4 separate regions of the Mus musculus genome follow, and regions 1, 2 and 3 are each linked to region 4. A link is a contact called in public Hi-C, HiChIP or PLAC-seq and promoter capture Hi-C data. All regions are on one chromosome and are shown on one strand. The core of a region is the stretch at or near the end of the contact, and the rest is flanking DNA. Distances in the headings are between cores, read along the strand shown.

The links. A called contact is a pair of places that touch in the nucleus more often than the background predicts. HiChIP or PLAC-seq counts read pairs in DNA pulled down with a chosen protein or histone mark. Capture Hi-C pulls out chosen DNA fragments and counts their contacts.
Region 1: a contact with region 4 is called in a promoter capture Hi-C map of liver, with 4 times the contacts expected there. The contact joins the promoter of Cox20 here to the promoter of Opn3 in region 4.
Region 2: a Hi-C map of B cells shows a contact between it and region 4, with 5 read pairs. The contact joins the enhancer-like site here to the promoter of Opn3 in region 4. A contact is called at or near these places in 2 of 39 promoter capture datasets (hippocampal neurons and pre-B cells), 1 of 484 Hi-C or Micro-C datasets (B cells) and 2 of 115 datasets of contacts at active chromatin or transcription factors (astrocytes and embryonic midbrain).
Region 3: a contact with region 4 is called in an H3K27ac HiChIP or PLAC-seq map of extraembryonic endoderm stem cells, with 8 times the contacts expected there. The contact joins the promoter of Efcab2 here to the promoter of Opn3 in region 4. A contact is called at or near these places in 1 of 39 promoter capture datasets (pre-B cells), 1 of 115 datasets of contacts at active chromatin or transcription factors (extraembryonic endoderm stem cells) and 1 of 9 other capture datasets (adipose tissue).

Annotation. Positions count from the first base shown.
Region 1 is chr1:178,314,985-178,320,801 of GRCm38.p6, forward strand. It overlaps Cox20 (cytochrome c oxidase assembly protein 20), which reads left to right and starts at 4,169. Exons shown (of 4, transcript NM_025511.2): 1 at 4,169-4,224. The coding sequence starts at 4,186. LOC115487370 (a long non-coding RNA gene) reads right to left here and starts at 912. Exons shown (of 2, transcript XR_003948789.1): 1 at 409-912.
Region 2 is chr1:173,440,067-173,446,766 of GRCm38.p6, forward strand. The region is part of intron 2 of Aim2 (absent in melanoma 2); the gene reads left to right. Among named protein-coding and RNA genes, the nearest start is that of Aim2, 23 kb to the left of the region's middle. Within about 2 kb of position 1,430, at least 79 of the 459 cell types and tissues checked have an H3K27ac peak or open chromatin away from gene starts, as enhancers often do. A contact at or near this core is called in B cells and pre-B cells, where this site is marked.
Region 3 is chr1:178,403,885-178,410,286 of GRCm38.p6, forward strand. Efcab2 (EF-hand calcium binding domain 2) reads left to right here and starts at 2,134. Exons shown (of 7, transcript NM_026626.3): 1 at 2,134-2,249. The coding sequence starts at 2,219.
Region 4 is chr1:175,687,922-175,694,515 of GRCm38.p6, forward strand. It overlaps Opn3 (opsin 3), which reads right to left and starts at 4,711. Exons shown (of 4, transcript NM_010098.3): 1 at 4,249-4,711. The coding sequence starts at 4,615. Gm39707 (a long non-coding RNA gene) reads left to right here and starts at 5,125. Exons shown (of 3, transcript XR_865748.2): 1 at 5,125-5,170. It overlaps Chml (choroideremia-like), which reads right to left and starts at 432. Exons shown (of 1, transcript NM_021350.2): 1 at 1-432. The coding sequence starts at 432.

The DNA.
Region 1 (5,817 bases), core at 2,919-5,418, 2.6 Mb after region 4:
ATTCTTTTTTTTTAAATGTTAGCATATAATTAACCTCCAGCATGGCTTTTAAGGCACCAGAACCCAGGCACCTCCAACAGCCTTAATCTTCTTTTCAGCTCTTCTGCTGAAGGATTTGGCCTTCTCGATGACAGGTTGCTTGGGGAGCTATCCGAGCCCAGAACTTTGTAGTAACTTGATCGAACATCAATGATGGGAGCAGCTCCAGTCTTATTTTTTGCTACATTGACCCGCATCTGCTCGCTGACCAACGTCCACAATTTATCTAGGTTGACAGTTGGGCAGGAGCTCTGGTGCCTCATACCAACTTTCCCAAAGTAACCTGGATGATATTTGTCAAGTTGATCCTGTGGTGATGCATGCCTCCAGCCTCCCCACAGCCTCCTGGGTGCTTGCAGCGGTGCTTACCTATGCTCACATGGCCACAGCTCACGTGACCCTGGAGTTTCCGGGTCTTCCTCAGTCTGGATGGCATGGCGTGGCAGAAAGGGAAAAGGGACAAAATATTCTTAAGAATACTTTTAAGTGCTAAATTATCTTGGATAAAACTGGTCTCTGGACTAGTCCCAAATTCCTGTATAATGGGGCTGTGAGCTAAATGTTACCTGCCTGACCATAAACTGTTACCTCTCTACTTCTGTAAGCAATACTCGATTTCTGTATATGTCACAATTGCATTTTTTCCCCCTTAAAAAATAAAAATCATGGGGCTGGTGAGATGGCTCAGTGGGTAAGAGCACCTGACTGCTCTTCCGAAGCTCTGGAGTTCAAATCCCAGCAACCACATGGTGGCTCACAACCATCCGTAATGAGATCTGACTCCCTCTTCTGGAGTGTCACAGTGTACTTACATATAATAAATAAATAAATCTTTAAAAAAATAATAAATAAAAATAAAAATCACGCCAGGCAGTGGTAGCACACGCCTTTAATCCCAGCACTTGGGAGGCAGAGACAGGCGGATTTCTGAGTTCAAGGCCAGCCTGCTCTACAGAGTGAGTTCCAGGACAGCCAGGGCTACACTAAGAAACCCTGTCTCAAAAAACCAAAAAAAAAAAAAAAAAAAAATTAAAAAAAAAAAATCAAGCCAACTGGAGTTCCACAATACTTCCCAATAATTCGCTTGGAGCAGTCCTGCCCAAGGTTAAATAAAGACTCCATTCAAGTTATTCAGGTCTTGGGCTGTTCTCTTCAGATACCCTATAACAGGACAGAAGGGCCCTTGCAAGTTATCTTCTCATCTCCACACCTAAACTGTAGAACACACCCACACACTTAAAGGTAATAAAAAGATTAAAGCACAAAGTAGCACTTGAAAGAGTACTCAATTATTCTGGTAATAGGGAAGTTTAAATTCTTCCATCAGATCCAGAAACTATCAAACATTACAAAAGGTGATTCTAAAAATCAGTGAGGAAAGTCACTCTCATGCTTATTCATGGGAATCACAAGGGCAACATTTTTGAGAGGACAACAGCAGGACCTAACAACGTGTCCAAGGCTTTTGAGCCAGCTTCCTCATCTTGAAATGTGTTCTACAGAAAATCTTTAGCGTGTGCTCAAAGATGTTTGCTGACGTTTTTTTGGGTTTGGATTAGTAGAAAAATGTGCAGCTTTCTAAAGAAACGTCATTCAGCAGCAAAAAGCTTAAGGGGACACTGTGCAGCCATTGAAGGGAGTAGACCTCCAGGTGCTTACAGACACACACACACAGGTCAAGAATAACCAAAGGTAGAAAACAGTGCCGCTGGTGCAGCAGGCCCACTTCGGTCATATCAGGTTAATGTAAAAAAGATGTTTATAGGAGATTGGAGGCTTTAGTTTTTACTCCATGTATCCATGTATTCTGGTAGGTTTTAAAATTTTTTTGTGCATATATTAACAGTTCTGGGTATCAAATCAAAAACAAGGCCTTGGGTACTCTTTACCCACTGAGCTATACCTTCAAACCCTCCATTGTTATTATCAGTTTTTTGTGAGACAGAGCCTCACTTTGTAGCTGGCCTTGAAGTCACAAGAAACCTACTCTTTCAACCAGAATGCTGGGCTTTTAGGTCAGAGCCAACACATCTGCATCTAATGTTATTTTAAATGACTCCAAAATGTATTTGCATAATAATTTTAATTAAGAGAAGGAAAACAGATTGGAAGAACACAACAGTTAACTCCTTTGTTAACTATAGTTCCTATGAGGGGGAAACCACACAACCACTCACCCCAATCCTTAGTTAAAAATTCTACAAGGCTGATTCTACTGTGACAGGAGAGACCTGGAATGCTGCAAGCCTGGAGCTAAATTATCTTAGGCTATCCTTGGCCTCCTTAATAGCCATTCATTGCCCACTTCTATGTATAGCTTAGCATCTATCCTTGTGACTGTCCTTCTGGAATGTATAAACAGAACACTAACTTCCACCAATCCCAAAGACTGAGAATGTCATCAGATGAAATCTAAGGCCAATAGCCAGAGACATTCCATAAACTGAAGTGTCTTATCTCTTTTGTTACCATATAAAACTCATAAGACTGTAACACTTTTATGTTGAATATGGTTTGGGGGCAGTTTGAATCCTGTCCTTGGGTCATGATCATTTACATTTTACTACAGAATAAACTCTATTCTCTTCAAAGTCGTTTTCTTTCATCCACACCTTCAGGGAGAAGGAGAAGGGTGAGCTTGTTACTTTTCATTATTAACTGTTAAAAGACAAAACTGAAAAATATTCTATTTTCGTTAAATTAAGAAACTTTATCGAATCCATGACATTTTTCAAACAAGTGAAATGGACTCCAACTCAGTATACTCTAGCAACGTCTCAGTCACAAGTAAAACGGTAACGCCATTTCCTCGGTATTTTTCCCGTTACGTCCTTTATACCGCAATTAGGAATGCAAAAGAATTCCTCTCTCCTTTATGGAATATTACAACCTTAAATATTACCTTCCAGACAAAAATTCAAAGCCTGGCTAGCCAAGAATTTCAGTAGAGTATCCCAAACTGTCAAGATAACAGTTCCTTTTCTAGTCCTAGTAATATTAGAGCATTATACACTTTGTAACTGTTCAGCTTCCTTAAAAACAAAAAACAACTTACTACGCATAAAGAGAAATATAAATCACTTTTACCCCCTGGGATTGGCGAAAAGCAGTTAATGAGCATGAAGAATAAGACAGTAAGCAGTCCGCATGGTAATTAAGATGAGACCCTCCCAGCTAACACTGACGGGCAAGTAGCGTGCAGCACGTTACATGAAAGGCGGCATGACTCTGCACAATGACAGGCCGGGACATTTTCCGGGGAAGGGCCGTTTGGAACGGAAGAGGCCAAATCGGGAAATAGGTAAACAAAGAAAGGCAAAAGGCCGGGGCCAGGACATTAACCCGAAAACGGAGTCGCCATCGCCTGCTGAACTGGCTGACACTTGGACCCAAACGACCCACGGTCTGGGTTTCTACCCGCTATGTCACCGTCGCGTCACCCACGGCCTCCCTCCCGAAGGAAGGCACTTGCCGCCTGACGCATGCCCCCTAGGTAGCGGCCGCCTCCATTTTGTCCTGAGTCTCCTCCACGCGAGCGGCGCGCTATTTTTAACCTAAATCTGCGGGCCGGAGGGGGAGGGGCGTGGGCCTGGCGGGCGCTGGAAGGCCGCCGCGAGGGACCGAGGCGGGGGTGCGGGAGGTTGTCAAGGTCACCAAAGCTAGGACAAAGGACAAGCTGGGAACGAGGCCCGCGGAAACAGCGCCAGGCGACTTCCGGCAGTGCGGGGGCCGTCAAACCCGGACTCCCGCCCTCTAAGAGGACAAAGCGGCGCGCGACGCGCGGCCCCGGCTCCGCCCTCAGCGCCCAGCACGGGGACGCGCACAACGGTTGAAATGGCGGTTAAGGCGGAGGAGGGGCTGAGGGAAGCGAGTTTCTCGGTGCTCCTTGACTCGGGCCACCCTGCCTGCGAGACAGGAACCGGTGGCGCTTCTCTAGGTTGCCACCACTCGCGTTCCTCATGGTCGGTTGCGGGTTGGAAAACAGTGTGGCCGGTTCCATGGAACAAAGGAGTGTGCCAGGGCGGGCTTCCGGACAGCCCCAGGAACGCTCCCTAAGATGGCCGCCGCCGCGCGGGGATGGGGTGGGCGGAGCCCGTGTTGCTCCCGTCGCGGGCCTGGGCGGGGCGATGGAGAGGACTGGTGCCCATGGCGGCCGCCCCGGAGCCCCACGAGACGGAGAAAAAGGTAATGTTCGCCATGGGGCAAGGGGGGGTGGGGGGAGGTGTGCAGTGCGCAGGCCGCGACCCGGTTTCCTAGACCCATCCCATAGCCGCGAGGTATATCAGCGATCTAGTCCTCATATCCCGGATATATCTAAATTGCCAGTTAAACTAGTGAAGAGCAGGCCTGCAGGGTCAGAAAACGGAGACTAATCCAAAACTAGCATTGGATTTGGTAGAAAGGGCTAATAAAGGGGAAATGAAAACTCTGGAGAGCTGGGCGTGATGGTGCATGCCAGTAATCTCCACTTTGAGGGCTGAGGCAGGGGTGAGTTCTGGGCCAGCAAGTGAATCAGTCCTTTTCCTTGCACAACACAGGAGCGCACACTCACAGGTAAGGTATAGATTTGTTAGTTCAATGTGAGAACTGCAGTTTGACCTCTTATTAAAAAAGACGAAATCTCCACTCTGCATGAAGCCGACATCCTACTGGGGTAACGGGACAGTCGAATTTCATCCATTTAAGCCAGCCGGGATAAAACTGCAGTTTGGCCATGAACTGCTAGGCCTGATAGAATGGCTACAGGAAGGTGTCCCAAGTGGAGACTAATTAAGCCATGGTCAAGTGTCTAAAGATGTCTTTTGTTAAACAACTAAAACACTACCTATCAAATGAAAACTTGCTAGCACAAGTAAGGTCAAATGTAGTGTTTGCTTCATAGCTCATCTAGACTTGCTGAAATTGAACAGTGGGTTTGACAAAAAGACTCTGCTCTGAAAAATAAAGCCATGAAGGCTTGGGATGGGCACACCTTTTAACCAGGCACTTAGGAGGCAGTGAGTTCCAGGATAGCCAGGGCTACAAAGTAAACCTAAAACCTGTCTCAGAAAAGATTTTGGAAGCAAGAGAAACTACTTGAAAATACTTTGATACTTTGGTCGGTTTGCAAAACCGACTAAGACCAAATAAGCAGATGAATAGTCTCACAAACAGGGAGTCGAATAAATGGTATTCAGCTGATAACAGGTCACAAATGTTAAATCCGTAAAAGGAGGGGACACTGCTACTGGAACGTTGCTACTGCCAAATCCCCAGGCCAGTGGAACAGCAAGCCAATTACTGTAAATGTTTTCTCAAGATTCCCGGTGAGATGGAATCTAAGTGTATCTTTGCCTAAACAGTGGCCATGAGCGTGTGGGTACTCAAGTAAAATCAGGAGCATCTAGTTAATATAGTCTTGCAAGGCAACAGAAAAATGGTAGTATTAGGACTTAAGATGTGGAAGCAAGCGCAATCCTCAGAAGGTAAAGGTGCTTATTTACCACCTCTGTTCAAGTCTCTGGAGCTCTTGTGGCAGCCCAAGTCAGACACCCACAGATATAACTTACAGAATTTAAAATCCTTTCAAATTTAAAATCCTTTCAAATGAAAGGATTACAAAGCAGTCCTTTGGGGGGGGAGACTGGTTGAGTACAATACAAAACTGGCTTTTAGGACCACTGATGAGCTTGCCACAGGAAGCTTGAAAGATTTAATGCCAACCAGGTCTCCTTTTGCAATGACACACTTAATGGAAAAGGATGGACAGTCAACTTGAATCCTAGTTTTCTCTTGAAC
Region 2 (6,700 bases), core at 180-2,679, 2.3 Mb before region 4:
TACAGCTTTCTCAAAGGCCAGTATCTCTGCTTTGTTCCTGTCTCTGTTCATCTCTGCTTCAGGACAGTATGGCCCAGCATCCGCCAAGCAACCTAGACTAGAAGTCAGGATACGAGGGGTGAAAATTATAGAAAATATCATAGGAAAATCAGGCAATAGCCACCTGTATGCTTCCTAAATCTTAGTAGAACTTTTAAGATCTGAAACCTTCCACTCGCTGCCTTTATTGAGCTATAATTCACAGATAATGGGTATGCGTTAACAGGACACAATGTAGTATCTTCATGTGTACATATCTTGTGAAATGATAATCATAGAACAAAATTAATCTGTCTGTCTGTCTCTGTCTCTCTGTCTGTCTGTCTCTCTCTCTCTCTCTCTCTGTGTGTGTGTGTATGGTGTATGTGTATGTGTTTGTGTGTTTGCCTACATAGATATCTTTTTACCGTGGGTATAGTGAGAACCTTTGAGATCTGTCTTATTTTCTCAAGTTTCAAATGTATGCTACACTATTGATCCCCATCCTCCTTCTTTATCCTGCCTTCTGGTACCCCCTAGCTTGTGCTTCTGTTCTCTAGTGCTCTGACCTTTCTTTCTCAGTCTCCCTCCCTTGCTCCTCTTTTGCCCAGTGCCATGGCTCCCTGAGTCTCTAGGGGGTGCTTCCACCTCACCTCCCTCCTTAGCCACATCCTCTCCACAGCATCAGTTGCCATCTGCATTCTAATGCAGTTTGCATTATCCAGAGTTCTGACCTTTCATCTAAGCTCCAGGTTCATAAATTCAATTAAATCTCTCTATTTACATATCTCATGAGTACCTCAAATTTAACACTTCTTGCACGCAGCCCACATTCTTATCACCTGCCCTGCCCTGCTCCTCCTCTTCCTGTTTTTCTGTATCAATGACACTTTTTGAATGCTTCCCTGACCCAGCATTTTGGGTTTAGCCTTCAAATCTCTACCTCTTTTAAATAGGTTTTTCTTTTCCTCCTCCTCCTCCTCCTCCTCCTCCTCCTCCTCCTCCTCCTCCTCCTCTTCTTCCTCCTCCTCCTCCTCCTCCTCCTCCCCCTTCTTTTTTGTGTTTTTACTGGGCACATGTCACATTTGGGACTTTCCAGCATCTTACAAATAATTCACATGTAATAGTCCTACCTCCCCAACCCAGAAGTAAGTCCAACTTTCAGCTTCCTTTGCAGTGCAGATGGCTGGAGCAGACAAGGGCTTGCCCTAACGGGTGCTTTCCAGATGAGATTTGAGTCTGACGTCTTTGGTATAAGGACCAGAAACATGGAGGGCATAGCCCTTGCCAATATGGCTCCTTTAGGCGTGATTAGCTTTCAGGCAGCAACTGAAATTGCAATAGGATTGCTGACACCGAGGCAGCATTGGTGCTGAAGTTTTAGCAGTGGCTGTGGAGACAGATCCTGGCATTCTGCAGGTGACAGCAGCAGTGAGCTTCCTCCTTCAGAACAGTTTCACTGTGTGGTTTGATGTGTGGGTGGGGGGAGGGGTGGGGAGCCTTTTTCTGTGAGTTTAGACCAGACTTTGTTCCTTTATCCTTTACTGATCTCTGAGGTTATTATTTTTAAGAAAACAAGACTTTATTAAGCTAGCTGGAGTCAATTCTGTTGTTTGCAGCAAGAATCTTGAGCAATTTGATGTTATTGATCCTTCTGTGGAAGGAAATTTAGGTGTGTTTTGAGCTGTGTAACAGGTTCAGGGAAGGATGGGATGAACAAGAAATAGGAACCATGGGGTTGGAGAATTGTAGGATCCACCATCTAGGGTTTGATTAATCTTCCTGTATCCTTAAAGATGGTTTGTATCAGTGGAACAACAATATGAACTAACCAGTACCCCAGAGCTCTTGACTCTAGCTGCATATGTATCAAAAGATGGCCTAGTCGGCCATCACTGGAAAGAGAGGCCCTTTGGACTTGCAAACTTTATATGCCCCAGTACAGGGGAATGCCAGGGCCAAAAAAATGGGAATGGATGGGTAGGGAAGTGGTGCGGGGGAGGGTATGGGGGACTTTTGGGATAGCATTGGAAATGTAACTGAGGAAAATACGTAATTAAAAAAAAATGGTTTGTATCTTGGGTAAAGAATTATTCCCAGATGTTCTAAAAAGGCAAGGCATAGCAAGAGCAAGAAAATGGGCATCTTAGCAGAATACAATAGGTGCGAACAGAAGTGATGGATGTGTTTCTGAGCAACTGACTACGAGTCTTCATTTCATCCCAGCTCCAGTAACTTAGGCTTTGAGTCAGAGTTACTGTAATGTTCTGTGAGGTAACCTGGGGAAAGGGTAGCCCTTAGTGGTTGAGTAATAAAGTTTAACCTTGTGTCTGAGACAATTATGCACTATGTGGCCATATGTATATTATATATGTGTTATAGATTACATATAATGTATTATGTATAGCACGCACATATAAAATATTATGAAATAACTTCCATTTCACAAAAGTAGGCTTCTACTTCATGGAATTCCTATTTCCTGAGAACCTGACCCTGAGCCAGGCACTGCAGCACACGTAGTGCACATCTTTAATTTTAGTACCTGGAGATGTGACCCCGGTGAATCACCAGGTCAAGGGAAGGTTGGGATACAGAGTAGAAACTGTGTTACAATAAAATTAAGAAGGAATTGATGCGTTCAAGCGCTTTTCCCCCTAATGGATTCTTTCGAAACCAATTTAGCTGGAAGTAATTAATTCTATTTCTAAAGCGTTATTTAATTTATTATGGATCATATTTGGCATTAACGTTATTATGTATGATTCCTGGGGGTGATGGAATGGTAAAGCACTTTAGCGAGAATTAGCAGAGTCCCTTATATTTTAGGCTTAATCCTTGTTTTTATCAAGTCAGTATATTGCTCTGACTTAAAATTCAAATAGTACTGTCAACATTGGGAGAATAGCTCTTTGGGGATGGGAATGGTATTCAGTGACAGAGTGCTGCTGGCCTAGCATGCACAATGTCCATAGTTTAGTCCTCTTGCACTGATCAAAAAAAAAAAAAAAGGTAAAATAAAAGAGTAACTCTCTCTCTCTCATGTGTTACTACTTCAAATCCTACTCACTAGCAGCAGCTATATTAGCCTTTTGGTTTGGGTTTTATGTTTTGAGATAGGATCTCTCCATGAAGCCGTGGCTGGCACAGAACTTACCATGTAGGCCAACCTGAGGCAATTCTTGCCCCATCATTTCTCAAGTGATGAAATGTCAGGTGTGTAGCACAGTGCCTGGACATGTTCAGTCTTTTCTAATGATAATACACTCTTAATCTCCAAGTTTCAACTATGCCATAATCTACCTTCAATTTCCTGCAGTTGAAGCTGAAAATTTAGTTTCCTCACACCTCTCTTTTTCCTATGATTTTTGAGAGTCCTCACATCTCACACGTACAGATGAATCCAAGTTCAGTCATTTCACAATTTCTGATTAATATCCACAGACATCCCACTCTGTATCCCAAACTCCCCCTGACCTGGTGATCTACCTGGCTCACACCTCCAGGTACTAGATTTAAAGATGTGCACTGTGGGGCCATGAGTGTCGGGGAAAGAGGTGAGTGGGAGAGAACCCGCGTCCCGCCAAAGTTCCGGTGCTCTGGGCAGGTGGATGTGGGAGGACTGCGGCATGCTTTACACGCAGCCCTGGGTGGGTGTCTGGCTGTGGGAAGCCACAGAATCCCAGCTGGGCAGGGGGTGGACAAGGGGCGGCCCTAAGGTACCAGGTTCTCAGCCTTGGGCATCCCATGCTGGATACTGCAGAAGAGCTGAGAACAAATGGGGGGCCCCAGGTGGCTTGGTCAGCTTCAAGGTCGAAGGGAGGAGAGGACAGGGGGAGAGGATGCTTGATGGTTCCCACACGGGTGAGAGTCCTTGGTCCAGTCCATGGCTGGAGCACAGGATGGCCTTCTGGCAGGAAGTTAGACGTGGCTCATTAGGAGAAAGTGTATCCCATTGTTCAAGCATGGCGGGCATTGATGAGCAGAGACAGTCTATGGTTTTAGAGCTTTATTGTAGAAAGGCAGGGAGAAAGAGAGAAGGTAAAAAGAGAGACTGGCCATGGCCATGTGGAGAGAGGTGGGAAGGGAGAGAGAGAGAAGGAGGGCTAGAGAGTAAGAAAGGTGAGGGCTTAAAGCGAGTGAGGAGGGGCCAAGCAGCCCCTCTTATAGTGGACTGGGCTATCTGTTGTTACCAGGTAACTATGGGGAGTAGCATACCTGGGTATAGTCAGGTAACTGTGGGGGTGGAGTCTAGCCAGAATGCCAGAAGCTTGGGACATTGTCTGCATGACTGATAGTCACAGAATTATGGGTTTGGGGGCTCTGTGGTGTCAGGCACCTGGCTCTGGGAATGTGGCTCACTTTTCTGTCCCTTGTAGAGTTCTCTACTGGGTCACCGGAGCAAGCCCCATTCAACCAAAATAGGATGCCTATCACAGTTCCACATTGCACTACATGTGTTGCAGTGCCTGGCTCAGGGTCAGGTTCTCAGCAAGTAGGAATTCTGTGAAGTAGAAACCTTGATGATATTAAAAACTAAACAAACAATCACAAATCCAAACAATCACAACACAAACCAAACCAAACATCAAAAGTCATTTACCTTTTAAATATATGAATAATAATAAATAAATAGAAGTTTCAAATGAAAACTTGTTATCACCTGAGAAATGATGTACCTTGGCATTTATCTAAATAAATATATGCAATATATATATAAAAGAAAACCACAAAAATGGAAAAAATAAATTGAAGAAAAAAGAAGAGACATGTCCCATGTTCACGGAGAAGATTCAGTACCATTCGTGAGTCACATCTGAACTTGATCTATATATTCAATGCAAGCAAAATTCCAATGAGTGATTTCATGAATACTCAAATTTTGATTTTAAATATTATAGAGAAAAGTAAGAAACCTCGAATCGTTTATGCAATCCTGAAGAATGAGAAGTTTGGAGGACTGACATTACCCAGCTTCAAGACTAACAATGGGGCTGCAGAAACTGAGACAGTGTGACCGTGGTGGGAGAATGCACACTTACAAAGCTGGGCATGTGTGCTGCGCTAGCAGAGGACCCTGGTTGTGTTCCCAGCACTCACATCCATCTGTCACTCCAGTTCCAGGATATTCAATGCCCTCTTCTGGTTCCCACAGTTCCTGAATATATGAGGTACACATAAACATACAGGCTCATATATAAAGAATAAAAAAATTTAAAGTATATATATATACATATATATATACATATATGTATATATATATACACACACACACACATATCTATCTACCTATCTACCTATCTACCTATTTACCTATCTATCTACCTACCTACCTACCTATCTACCTACCTATCTATCTATCTATCTATCTATCTAAAACCAATGGGTCAGAATAAAAGGGACCCAAATAAGCATGATTATCGGATTTGTTTTTGATGAAGTAGGAAAAGTAATAAAATGAGTAAAAGTTCTCCCCTTTACCTCCTTTTAGCAAACATAATTGTTCTCATATAATAATTCCTTACTACAAATTACCTTCCTTCTAGTTCTCCCAGTTTTCCCAGACACCTCTCCCATATGGATCTGCTCCCTTTCTGTTTCTCTCAGAAAATATACATGCTTCTAAGGGACTGTAATGTCACGTCAAGTAATGTAATAGACTAACACATAGTAATTGGATAACGCAAACTAAAGGAAAAGAGCCCAAGAGAAGGCACAAGAATCAGAGACACACTCATTCACACACTATGGAATCCCATAAAAGCCCTAAAGTGGAAGTCAGAATAATATATACATGTGCAGGCTCTATGCATACTGCTTCAGTCTCTGTGAGTTCATATGAGCTTTGATCATGCTGATTTACAGGCCCTTGTTTTCTTGATTTTCTCTATCCCTCTGGCTCTTTACCTTTTTCCCATCTCCTCTTCTGTGGGCTTTTCTGAACTTTTCAGGGAGGGATTTTTACCTAGACATCACATTTAGGGCTGAGAGTTCCAAAGTCTCTTACTGGCTTGATAATGCTTGACAGCAGGTCTCCATATTTGTATATTTGTATGTATGTTATATCCCATCTGCTGAAGAAGAGAGTTTCTCTGATAAAGGCAGAAAGTTCTCTTTGTAGCAGATAATTCCAGGAAACTGGTCATCAATGCAGATGGAAACTTAAAATGCAAAATTGTGAAAATTCTCCAAGAGGATTGGGAGATGATGACTCAGTAGGTAAAGGTGATTGCTGCCAATCCTGAGTCTAATCTCAGAAACTCACATAGAGGAAGGAGAGGACCGACTCCTGCAAGTTATTTGTTGACTTCCACGTGGACACTGTGGCATGAATACAAATATGCTTCTTCCCCTCCTCTTCTTTTTCCCCCTCCCCTTCCTTTCCCCTTCCCTCTCCCCTCCACTCCCAATTCCCCTCTCCCTCTCTCCTTCCCTCTTTCCTTCCCTTTCTCCCTGTCCTCTTCCCCTCCCTCTCTGCTCCACTCCCCACCCCTCTCTCTCCTTCTCTCCTTCTCCCTCTCTCTTCCACTCCCCACTCCTTTCTCCCTCCCTCTGCCTCTATCCTCCCCTCCCATTCCCCCTTTTCCTACCCCTCCCTCTCTCTCTTGCTTGCTTTCCCACTCAATCACTCTTGCTTTCCATCTCTAGCTCTTTCTTGCTTTCACCCTTGTTCTCTGTCGAT
Region 3 (6,402 bases), core at 884-3,383, 2.7 Mb after region 4:
GTAGAATGTACAAAATGTTAGGAGGGGAGTTACAGAGAAATTTGCTTAACTTTTAAATGTTAACTAGGTCTATGAACAAATGCTTATGTAAGGATTCCATTTTTTTACCATGTGCTGCCAATACTTTTATTGATACAAAAATATAAAGCAAGAGGAAAATCTGTCTTACAGTAAGTTCATTGAATCTGAGTGGCTTGGAAAAGTCATTGAGAACACTAGCTTGTTTTCATTTTTAAGACCTATATTATTTCAGATTAGATGTCAGTGTGTGCACCTGAAGTTCTAGAAACTCATGAAGGCTGAACAGAAGCATCACTTGAGCCCAGGAATTTAAGACCAGTCTGAGCACCTAAAGAGAATCCTTCCTCATACAAAACACTAAAGCAAAGACACAAACTACAAGCTACAGGTGCGTGCGCACACACGCACACACACACACACATCTCTCACACACAATTCCAGTCAGAATGTCCCAGTGTATAGAACAACGTTACTGGCTGGAAATGTATGTGGTAGAAACAAGTAAATAAAATAAAAGCACTATAAACATTTTGAAAACTTTGCCTATGGGACCATTGAAGAGGAGGTAAAGATAAGGGGCAGGCAATGCTCAGGGTCACCTTCCATCAGGAAGGGACAGTTCTCTTCCTTCCCATACTTGCTACAAAGTCCTTCATCTTCAGGGAGAGTAAGGGGAACACACAGAATGTAAATATTAATATAAAATAAATAAAATATTAATATAAAATAAATAAAATATTAATATAAATTACTCTTCCATATTTTGGGGTGATTAATTTACTGTATGCTTGAGTTCATCTTGGAAGTCTTTCTTTTCTTTCTTTTCCTTTCTTTCTTTCTCTTTCTTTTTGTTTTATTGTTTTGTTTTTGTTTTTGTTTTTGTTTTTTTGAGACAGGGTTTCTCTGTGTAGCCCTGGCTGTCCTGGAACTCACTCTGTAGACCAGGCTGGCCTCGAACTCAGAAATCTGCCTGCCTCTGCCTCCTGAGTGCTGGGGAAATTTGCTTGATATGCACCATTTTCTGATTATTCAAATTGTAGTTAGACACTTCATCAAATCTTTATTGCCTATAGAAAAAAATATTTTAATGAAGAGTACAGTTGGCCTGCTTTGAGGGTTCATTCACTGAGATTACAGAACTTCGATGAATAAAAACTAATAATAAAAAATAAAATACTGAGATGTAAAGTGAATAAATAACTATATTAAAGAAAAATCAAGACAAAACAAAGGCCTCTACATTTAGTTACTTTTACAAAAATATTTAAATAAGTACACATATACCATGAAATTATCATTAAAGATTAAAACTAGATATTAATTTGAGTCACATTGTTAGACATTTCAAAACTGTTGGGTTTTTTTTGTTTGTTTGTTTGTTTGTTTGTTTTGGGGGGGTTTCATTTAAGGGAGAATCTTAGTATTCTGAGCTTATCCATCAAATAACAAAACACGCGATAGCCAAGTTTCTCAGTACTCAAAATTCTCATCGGAAGGTCATGCCAAATTGCACCATCAACATACAAAATGTGTGTATCCCTGAGAACAGACCGTCAATTTATTTGTTGCTATGAGAACACTATTTTGTATCAGAAATTGCAGCCTTGGCGACGCAGTGTTTGCGCCTATTTTGCACATGTTTTTCTACAGCAAGTCCTCTCTCTCTCTCTCTCTCTCTCTCTCTCTCTCTCTCTCTCTCTCTCTCTCTGCGATCCCGGGGAAAGGCTGGGCTTCCTCCTGCACTGGCCCATGTCCGTTTTCGCTCCAGTTCCGTGACTGGCAGAGTGGCTCCGCTCAGGAGAGGGTGACGCCAGAGAGCCACAAGGCCTGGCTCGGGTGGGGTTGGGGTGGGCGGACGCTTTTCGGGGAGGGACCGTGTAAGGGGCCGCCAGGTCTGCGCCCGGTTCTGGGGCGCACCTGAGACGGCCGGGAAAAAAAAAAGCTGAATAAAATAAGTAATTAAAGAAATGAATAAAGAAATAAGCAAGGCACACTACGTCCTTGACAGTCACAATCAGGCCCAGGCGGGTTCCGGAGCCTTGTTAATAAATGACGCCCCTAGGCCCAAAGAACGCGGGCCTCGGTTCTGGTGGGGGCGGGGATCGGGGGGCCACCGTGCATCCAGGGGCTTTCTCCGCCCGCGGGGTCCCGCAGGGTTCGTGCTGGATGTCTCCCGGGCGACCGGCTCCGCACCAAGATGGCGGAGGAAAGGGACGCGGAAGGGACAGGTAGGACCCTGCCTGGGGTGCCACGACGTCGCCTCTGCGCCTGAGGAAGCGCCCCCCGGCCAACATCTTGAGCCCCTCGGCGTGGCGACAGTGGGCTGAAAAGCGGCGCCAGCCCGCGTCCCCACCGTCCGCCCTCCCGTCCCCTCGAGAGGTCTGCGCGGGCTGTTGTAGCCCCCGCCGGGGAGGTTCATAATGGCGTCCTTGTCCCTGGCACCTCCCCTCCCCGTGAGGGCGCCAGCCGCGGTCTGGGTGGGCTGTGGGTAACCCGGAGGGCGGCCTCATGGAGGACTGGAGCTGCGACTAGAACCTGGCGGGATCCTCTGCGGCTGTGCCGAAACCCCGCCCAGCCCGGCCCAACCCGGCCCCAGCCGCCTCCATTTTGCCTCCTCCTCCGCCAGGCGGAGCGCAGCCTCCAGGTCAGACTGGGCCCTAGCGGCCCGGGTCGCGCTAGAGCCTTGCATAAGGAACACGCACTTTAATCACTTTAAAGAAAACCCAGCCGGGACTTGTCGGGCCGCCCAGACCGGCCGGGTACCCGAGAGGCCTCAGGGGACCCGAAAAACTAATGTTTCATGTTGAACTGCAAGACCTTTTGAATTGTTGCTAACCCAGCCGAATGACTTAAAATCGGATCTGTGACTCAACAGCCATTACGTGATAAATTGACAACATCACCGCTAAATAAATAGTCAAGCAAGCCCTAAAATAGTAAATGGCAAACATTGCAAAAAAAGTGAAAGTAACACTCCATCTTTGCTGACTCTCTCCCCTCCCTCTTGTATTCCCCCACCCCCACCCCCACCCTCTGGTTTGGAACACAGTAGTTAGGTTAACAACTAATATTTACACGAGTTGTTTAGTCCATTGTCATGGTGATTACAGGAACCCAGCAGGGAAACTTGAGACCCTAGATTTTTTTTTTTTTTTTTTTTTTGGTTTTGGCTGTCCTGGAACTCACTTTGTAGACCTGGCTGGCCTCGAACTCAGAAATCCGCCTGCTTCTGCCTCCGGAGTGCTGGGATTAAAGGCGTGCGCCACCACTCCTGGCAGCTAGAGATCTTATTGATGACCTGTGATTTATAGATGGTAAAATTAATCTCAGAAGTCGGCATTGTAGTATAGAGTTTTAACTCTACTAAGGTATCAAGATTTTTGTGGTGCTATTTTAGAAATGGAAGGTTTTATTCTACTTTTTTGTTGTTGTTTTTACAAAGAATATGAAGTTAGAGGGCAGGGAGTGTCGGTGAGGTGTTGGGGGAAGGGAAAGAATATGATCAAAATATGTTGTATAAAAAATGTTTTAGGTGAGTCGGGGGTGGTGGTGCACACCTTTAATCCCAGCACTTGGGAGGCAGAGGCAGGCAGATTTCTGAGTTCGAGGCCAGCCTGGTCCTACAAAGTAAGTTCCAGGACAACAAGGGCTACACAGAGAAACCCTGTCTCAAAAAAAAAAAAAAAAAAAAGTTTTAGGTAAAAAAAAAAAAAAAGCTTCCCCAGAAAGTATTTTTTTTTTTTTAGTTATACTTTTATTACCCCCCTCAAAAAAAGTAAAGGAGAAAATCATTAGGGGATGAATTATTTTTTAAATTAATTTACCTTATGTGTATTGGTGTATTGCCTTTGTGTATGTCCTTGTGAGGGTGTCGGATCCCCCAGAACTGGAGTTGCAGATGGTTGTGAGCTGCCATGTGTGTTCTGGGAATTGATCCAGGATTCTCTGGAAGAGCAGGTAGTGCTTCTAACCTCTGAGCCATCTGTTTTTTTGTTTTTTGGGTTTTTTTTTTGTTTTGTTTTGTTTTTTAAACAAAATCTAAATCATTTGGTTTTACCAATGAAAACCCGGGAGCCAGAATCTGTGGTGAAAGTTTGCTAGCTCAGAGAAGCAGAGAAAGCACCCAGCTGACCCTGCTCCTCAGCCAGTGTCCCAGACATTGTTTTTTTTTTTTTTTTTTTTTTTTTAAATAATCCTATGTTTACTCTCTGTCAATTGGTTGCTTGTTCCACCTCTTAACTTATGGTTGACTTTATTTAATTTTGTTTATAATATTCAAGCAGAGAACTCTTGGATAAATGCATATGCTAAAGCTGAAACACACCACAACTAGAGACACAATAGGTGTTATTAACACAGTGGGAACAAATATCCATCTCTCCAGACCCCTCCTTTTCTTTTTAAGTTAAAGACTTATTTAGGGTAGCATTGGAGTATACTGCAAGTTTTTACAATGTAAAATTATACACACACACACACACACACACACACACAACACTTAGGATCTCACCTTGTAGCTTTGATTGGTCTGGAACTCCCAGAGATGCACCTGTCTGCATCTGAGTGAGTGCTGTGACTAAAACTGTGTGCCACCACACCCAGCCTGATTTTTACAGTTGTTATCCCTGCTTGAGAGAGACAGAGACAGACAGAATTTCTGTTTCTTTAGTTTCCAAAACATATTTTAATGTTTAGTGTAAGTTTAGGAGAAAAAACAGTTCAGTCTGCAACTAACTGTGGAAGTAATGGCTGTTGAAAGCTGGATTTCATATATTCAATTTCTTATATATTTAATGCTTGCTTCATGGAAAGTAGTCTGGTGAATGTTAAACCTGAAAATTGTGATGAGGAAGATGGAATCCATGGTTGTCCAACTGAAGTAAGCTTTATTAAATACTGGCCAGGAAGATGGACACTGGCCATGTCCCTATGTGGGATTCTTACAGAAATGGTGATGAATTCCATCCTTCAGGTGCCTGTTAGGCCAGGCTCATGAAACTCCTTACTTTCCACCTTGGTTCACTGGGGCAAGCATACATCCTGACTTCCTTCCTGCCTGTGCGTCTCCTGCCTGGATGTGACCAAGCACATCCTGTGCAGTTGGGACAACAAACTTTGTTTATTGAAGGGGAACAGGGATTCATTATCTGACAAAAACAACAGCCCTCTGCATTCCTGGGAGTTATCTGTCCTTGGGCGAGTGGGGTTTAAAGCTTAACTTTAGCCCTTACATCAGGGCAGAACTTTAGTGAATAGCGAGATGAAGAAGGCATTGTCTTTGTCCTCCCCAAAGGGGAGGTTATCAGTAAGGGAGATAAGAGAGGAAGAAATGGAAAACAAGAAGCCAAGAGGAGCAATAGGGAGCCAGGGCCAAGATAAGATCCTCAAGGCACACTGTCCAGCGTCCTGCTTCCTCTAGGAGAGCTTACTTTTCAAGGTTCTGTTCAAATTTGAATCTATCAGTGGATTGAAACGGATTAGGTTGGTGCCCTCAAGATCCGGTTGTCTCTGGAAAAGCCCCTGAAATACATCCAGAGGTATCCAGTCAAGTGGATAATATGGATTAAGAATGGCCTGGGGCCTGGCGGTGAAACAGGATTTTAATCCGAGCCATCAGGAGGCAGAGGCAGGCGGATCTCTGAGTTCCAGGAGAGCCTAGCCTACAAAGGACTACAGGGAGAAACCCTGTCTAAAAAACCCAAAACTTAGAAAAGAAAAGAAAGGAAAAGAAAAGGAAAAAAGAATGATTTGGGATTTTCATGTATTTAAAAAATACTTTCTGTGTGGTTATATATGTTGATGTTATGTTTCCCTGTAGCTTATTTTGTGTTTGAACAGCATAATTTTCTTTTTCCTAGATTTCTGTAATTAGCTAAATAGCAAATGAATTAAAAAATTTAAAACCAAGTTAATTTTAAGTCATTTATCTTTTTTTTTTGTACTGAAAGAGTATTTAAAATGTGATAGAAAAAGCTTCTCTTTTTGAAGTTTTATCATTTCTTTGAAGTTTCCCCAGCATTTTTTGTTTGAGTTTTTTTTTTTTTTTTCCTTTCTGGTTTGTTTTGTTTGCTTAAGTGGATAGTTGATGAGGTTGTCATTTGGTTGGAGCTTTTAATCCCAGTGTTCATGTCTCCTAGAGAATTTTACACAGTACCAGAAGGCTCTTCTGTTTGTAGTTGGAGCCAGGGAACCAACTGCTTAGGTATAGAATTGTAACTTTAGGCAGACCAGAGAGATTTAGAAGTTGTGTCAGTTTTCTAACAGATCCCCTTTCAAACTTATTTTTGGTCTATACTAAATTATTACTTGATATTTTTCACTCTTTGATATCATTACTTAGAAAAATGACTAGTCTAATTATACAAGAGGTTTAACACATTT
Region 4 (6,594 bases), core at 3,461-5,960:
CCTTTCTTTGGGCAAGCTTGCAGAATCCAGAGAGTCAGCCGGAGTAGCAGATGCCTCTAGGGGGGAACTTCTCTGCAGAGTCTCGGTGTCTTGCACGCTGTCCTCCACATCTTGACTAGCATAACAGAAGACTTCTGTGTGCTGAATAGTTTCATCCTTCTTGCGAAGAGAGATGGCTTCTTCTGTTTCATGGATCAGGTCTTGCCATGTGGCGGTCACGCCTTCCTCGCTGTCATGGTTCTGTTGATAGTCCTTCAGCCAGGACTGCAAACCTGTAAAGCTGAAACTCGCCCAATTCCCTCCATAGTAACTCCTTGAGTCAACATGCAGAACTCTCTGTCCACTTCTTGAACATGCAGCTGCCAGGATGGACTCCGGCAAGCCTGTCCCTATTATTACCACATCAAACTCTGTGGGAAGCTTCTCCGCCATCCTAGGAGCTGATGAAGCTTCGGGCCACAGCTGATGAAAGAACACCGTATAGATCTAGGTTGAGGGCTCTTCTGAGGTACTGATGCTGTAATAAAATCTCGACTTGTGATGTTCATTCGGAAACACTGAGTTTTTAAGTCCTAAGCTTTTAACTGTTACAATTTTTAAACATTAAAAAAAAAAAGTCAGTAGTTTGGAAAACACGACAAAGTGCATGTAACCATTATCTGAGAATACGCAAACGGCTGTGTCCTTTCCATTTCTGCATTTCACCATAGCGGTAAATGTTACCATGCATCACATATGCGTGTGTGCTGGAACTCTTCTCTGAAAGAAGAAAATTCAAGAAAAGAACACAATTGTAAATAATAGAAAAGCAATTTCATGCAACAGCAATTCCAATCCACTGGAGCCTGACTTGTTCATGTGGATAGAAACCTCTACCCAAAGCAATTCATTAAATGCTTCCTAACAGTTCTTCTAATGAACAAAAGGTATTTTGTATATCCTCCCCTGAAGTCAGGCAACACTGTTGTGAGGCATAGACACAATATCCCAATAAATTAAAAATAATATTATATAATTACTGATTTTTAATAAAATATTTAGACAATACCATGAGATTAGACTAAAAGAACTATGTGGCTTTACTGTGTTAATGTAAACACGTTATGCATTATGATCATGCCAACATAATGGAGAATATTACTGTGGCCAGGGAAGTCTGTAATTAATCCCAGAACAGCTGTAGAGAAGATTTTTACATCTCTAACTACCCCACGGATCTTGCAGTAGATACATGAGACACTCAGATATTCAGATATTACAAAAGAATTAATTCAATAACTAGCACTTTAAAATACGTTAAGTATATGTAAGAGCAAGCCTAAGGGGAAAGAGTCTTACAACATTTTCAGTATCAAAGTACATGTTTAAGCTAAAAAGGAAAGTCATGGTTACCTATTTAAAACACTGTATCATAAGTAGCATCTATTCTTCACATCTAAATAAAGAAATATTTGCATTTTGTCAGACTATCGTGGCAGCCATTTCATTTCTAAGGAAATGATGAAAAAAAAAGCTGCTTCTGTTGCCTTCCACCACAACGCTGGCTACAGCCCGTGTGATGCTAGATGTGGCTGCCAGCTGCTCCCTTTGGACACACTCACCTGGAAGTCTGCAGGCTACCACACTTACACACCCCACTGCCAGCCTTTTGATTGCTCATCATATACTGTAGCAGTAAGTGTTCTTTGGCTCCTCTACTTTTCACTACCATTAAATCTGCTGACATCTAAGTGCAGGTCCAAGGAAGAGAATGGTTATTCTGACATTTATAAAATAAGCCATTCAGTTGGGATTTAAATGAACTTTACTAGGTCACCGACTGGACGGATCAGTTTAACTGAAACAGTGATCCTAACAAGGCCAGCTGGTGGAAACCTCTGACCAAGATTATCAGGGATTCCTCTTATTTTTAGCCTTCTCCGAGATGCCAGGAGCAGAGCCCAAAATGAAGCAATTGCCTGGTCCCCTTGTGCATATATATATGCAAGAATTTGTGAACTGCTTACTCTCGCTTCTAGCAGAGTACAAAGCGGGAGAGAAAACCTATGAGGATATCTAAAGTATAAACATGCATGCACTTCCTCCAGGCATAGAACAAGGCTGAGGTGGTAGTAAGAGGGGAGGGGGTTATAAGCACCAAGGGTACATACAGAACACAATACCCTTCAGAAATACAAAGCAAATGGGATAGATGACATTAACCACAGAAAGCTCAATAGTAGATAACAAAGATGGGGAAACTGGCAGCCTTCGAGAATGAATGGCTTGGGAAAGCCCAGACAATGGGGTAGCCATAAGACCCACCCTTGTACCGTCAGACCAGTACCATCAGCATCACCAAAGCCTGAAGCAAGCAGCTAGCAACTTCCAGCAGTTAAAATTGCCCTCTCCTTCAGTACTCAGAATTGATTAGTCCTGGTTTAGGAACAGAAAAGGGAAGAGTCTTCTCCATCTCCATCCTTTACCCTACTCAAGAGCATATTCTGGGCAAAGAAATTACTTGCTAAGAATGCTGTGCGGTCTGAAGTCACCTCACTCTACACTTGTCTCCAGGAAGTAACTTATTTTCAAGCCTCTAACCCCAGAAGATCTACATCAGATTTTAGGATGGGAATAAATGACATGATTCAAAGAAAGACTGGATGCCCTGAATAAAGGAACCCTCGGGTAAAACCAGGGCGAATGTTTCTTGTAGTCTTTAAAAAAAAAAATCTCTCCTGGTGCTGACAGACCCCAGCAGGAATTCAGAAGGGGAAGAAAGGGCAGAGAGGATTCTGGAAGATAGGATTGGCAGAGCAAGCCAGGGAGAGCCAGGGTGGGTGCTGCAGACATAAGAAAACTCAACCCATTCCTTTTTATTCGGTTTCAGATGGAGACACTGAACACCACAGCACAGAAAAGTACTTCACAGAAAGAAAGGACTTTAATGTCTTCAAACAAACACCTGTCGCTACCCCCAGGGCTTTTCTGCAAGCTGTCCTGACACATCACCTTTTTTAAAGATCAATCCGCCTAAATGCCCCCCCACCCCGAAAAACATTTTTAAGGTAACAGAGAGAATAATCATATAGTCAACCCATATTACTACTCGCATCCTCTTACAGACCTTCCTCTAGGTTCAATATTGTTATGTAAAGAAATCCTTAGATCAATGTTTATTAGGGGAAAGCATCAGAATTGTCAATCAGTGAAAAACCATCATGACTCCTAAATTTTGTTTTAAAACTTTAAAAAGGAAATGATGACAAACACCGTGAGATTTGGGTTTGCCACATGTAAGTTGGCAAATAACAATTGTCAAGGATATTACAGAGACGTTTTTCTCTAAGATCTGGCAAGATCAAGTCAATAGTAAATTATCAATGTGTTTTTAAGGTTTGTGAAAGGGACTTTAAGCCTTAAGAAATATCCATTTCTATTTTAAATCGTTATACAAACAAAATCCCTAGGGGACACACACACACACACGTTTTTCCCAGGCTTAGAATACTGGATCAGTCAACCTTCAACCTGTCAATTCTCAATATAAATCTTCAAGAAAGCAACAAGTTCTACTTCAATTAAATGTACTGGCTGCCCTGCTAATTATGAGTTGGACTCCTTTGCGCCATTTGTAACCTCTGGTGTGACAGAACCTATGTACAGGAAATTAAAAAAAAAAAAAAGTCTCATCCCCTAGGAAGCATTCAACTGTTTATAATTGCTAACGAGTGAAAGGGGGTAAAATACTGCGTTATTTAGGATTCTACATGTCATTCTGAGGAACAAATACTAAATTTGTGAATTAAATCTCTCCTTGTTCTCGCCTCCACTGTTCAGGAGTTGACTTTTTTCTTGCATCTCTTGACTCTACAGGGCCTCATTTCTTTCTCCCTCTGTAAAGTCCACTGTGAGCTGCCCTGTTGAGAGCTACAGTAGGAAGTAAAAATAGATGAGGGGAAATAAGATGGCCAGCGGCAGGGAGACTTTGGAAAGTGCTACAGAGGCAGGAGGGGCTGGGGTTGGTGACTGGCTGGGAAGAAGGGTGTGTAAATCCAGGCAAGGAGGGAAACAGAGTTGGGGATGAAGACCAGATGAAAGGGAGAAGGGAGGCGAGGGTTGGGTATCTAAGGGAGGTTCTCGAGGAGAGAGAGGGAGTTGTGGGTGATGACTGGCTATCAGGGACGATCCCGGGGAGGACGGAGGCCCAGAGCTGATGTACCCGGGGGAAAGTTGAGAGGCAAGGAGAACGCGTCCCGGGCGACTCACCAAAGAGGCTGCCGCTAAACCCGTCCCACGCGCAGCCCACGGCGTCCCACACCCAGCCGTTCCGCAGGCACGACGCGAAGGTGAAGGTGACTCCGAACAGGGATACCAGCAGGTCGCCCAGGCTCAGGTTGACCAGGAAGAGGTGGGTGGGCGTGCGCAGTCTCGGGAACTTGGAGTAGAGAAGCAGCACCAGCAGGTTGCCGCCGACGCCCAGCAGCGCGAGGCAGCCGAGTAGCAGCGCCAGGCGCTCGTACGCGGTGGGGCTGAAGAGAGGCGCGGGGCTCCGCGTGCCCGCCGGTGCTGCGCCCTCGGCGCCCGCCCCGTCCTCCCAGTAGCCCTGGTCGCCACTACGGTTCCCCGAGTACATGGCCCGACGCCGGCGCGCCGTGAGAGAGAGGGCTCGGTGAGCCGGGCGGCCCGAACAGGGTGGATCTCACGCTCTGCGGGCCGCTCAGGCCATTGTGCCCGGGAGCCGCGCCAGGCCCGCCCAACCCGCGCGCACCCGAGGCCCCGCCCTTCGGTGCTAGGACCCCGCCCCACCGCATGAAACTCCGCCCTCCTAGCGTTCTTGCTATCCCACCCTCCCGCGTGGGTCCCGAGCCCCACTAGCTAGCACTTGCAGTCCCTCCCACGGGACCTCCCTGGAGGCCACGCCCTTCTACCTTGCGGCCTCATCCATACGGCAGCCGTTTTGGCCCCGCCCTCCTAAGACTCTTCCGCAGTCTGGCCTGCGGCTCCTCCCTCCCGGAATCTCCTGTTACCCCGCCCTCTGACTCACACCCTTGGCCCCGCCCTCCGGCATACAGCTCCGCCTTCTTAGAACCTCTGACCGCGCCTCTGAGCTGTGGCCCCGCCCTACTGCTTTAGCGGCCCGCCCCTTTTCCCCCCTCCCACCTCCCGGGCGCGTTCCCGCCCAGCAGAGGTGAGTTTCAGAGACCAGTGAGCTCTTGCTCTGCTTCCTTCACCCTTAAGCCGAGGTGGAAACCTGAACAGACTGTACAGAAAAAAAGAGAAAGTAAACTCCCTTACGGAGGTAAATTAGCCACAGCGGATCCTCACAGCCCTCAACGGACTCTAAAGCATCTCGTCCATTCACCCGTTAAGTCACTCACCCTAGCATACACTCATTCATAAATATTTATGAACGCCTGCGCTTAACTCAGTTAAGCATGCTGAATGAAATACTCTCTTTCCTGGGAAGCTATAATAACACCCACCCCCACCTCATACACCCAATAGAAAGAAAACAAAACACTGAAATGCCCGAAGTAGAGCGCCAGCGAAATGATCTCATAAACAGGGAACCTGACGTTAAAAACAAACAAACAAACGCAGCAGGCTGAGTCTCAACTACCTTAGAGCTGGAAGATATGTCCCAGCGTTTATGACAGTGTTCTGAGCTGCCACTCTCAGAGCCCCAGAATAAGGAAGGAAATAGCATCAGAGTGACACCCAAGTCACCCTTCCACTGGATCCCAAGCCTTCTCAGTCTGCAGTAGGTACACCTGATACACAATCCAGTCCAAATGCTTCTCTGGAGGTGATCTCTTGAGCAGTGCCCCGCCCCCTAAGGCTTCAATCCAAATCTAGCAGGTATAGAGAGGATATATTTAGAACAGCACGCATTTTCCACTGGACCTTTCCCCAGCAGCAATGCAAATATAGAACAAGTCAAATATAGATTGTGAACGTCACTTCTTTAGGCCTGCTTTCTCTGTCTCCACTGCAGTCCCCAACGACTACCCACGAGAGGAAAATGTCCCGAGCTGCATGCACCTGAAGATGTCATAGGCACTAATGACTGGTTTGTGGAAACTAAATTGGTGTGCACCAGTGTCCACCCCTCCTCCCACTTGTGTTAGACTCAGTGCATCTCAAAAGTCTTCAATAGTCAGCTAAGTGACGAGATAGCTTGATACCCTGCTGCACTGAGCACTTGACTAAGAGGTTGTGTGTGCCAGCTTCAAAATCTTGATCTTATTTTTAAGACTTCTAACCTGAATTCAGCATCTACAAGGCCTTTGACCTCACCTGCCCTGAAAAAAAAATGTTTTTAATTTTGTGGTTTAGATTTATAGGACCATTTAATAAGTTCTTTGTGCCTCTGACGTCTCACTATAGTAGTCTTCCTACAGTAGGATTGCAACGTTAGTGGAAGGAAGAAAGGAAAGAGTCCTGATTTTTTTTTCCTAAAATATTCATTCTTTGGCACACAGTCTTCTTCTCCTAAAGCTTTCTAGAGGTGTTGAGAGAAGACAATGCTGACCAAATTGGTTCATACATGAGATGCCAGATGCTAAGTGCCATAAACAATTATAAGGCAGAGAAAATAGAGGTGTATATGCT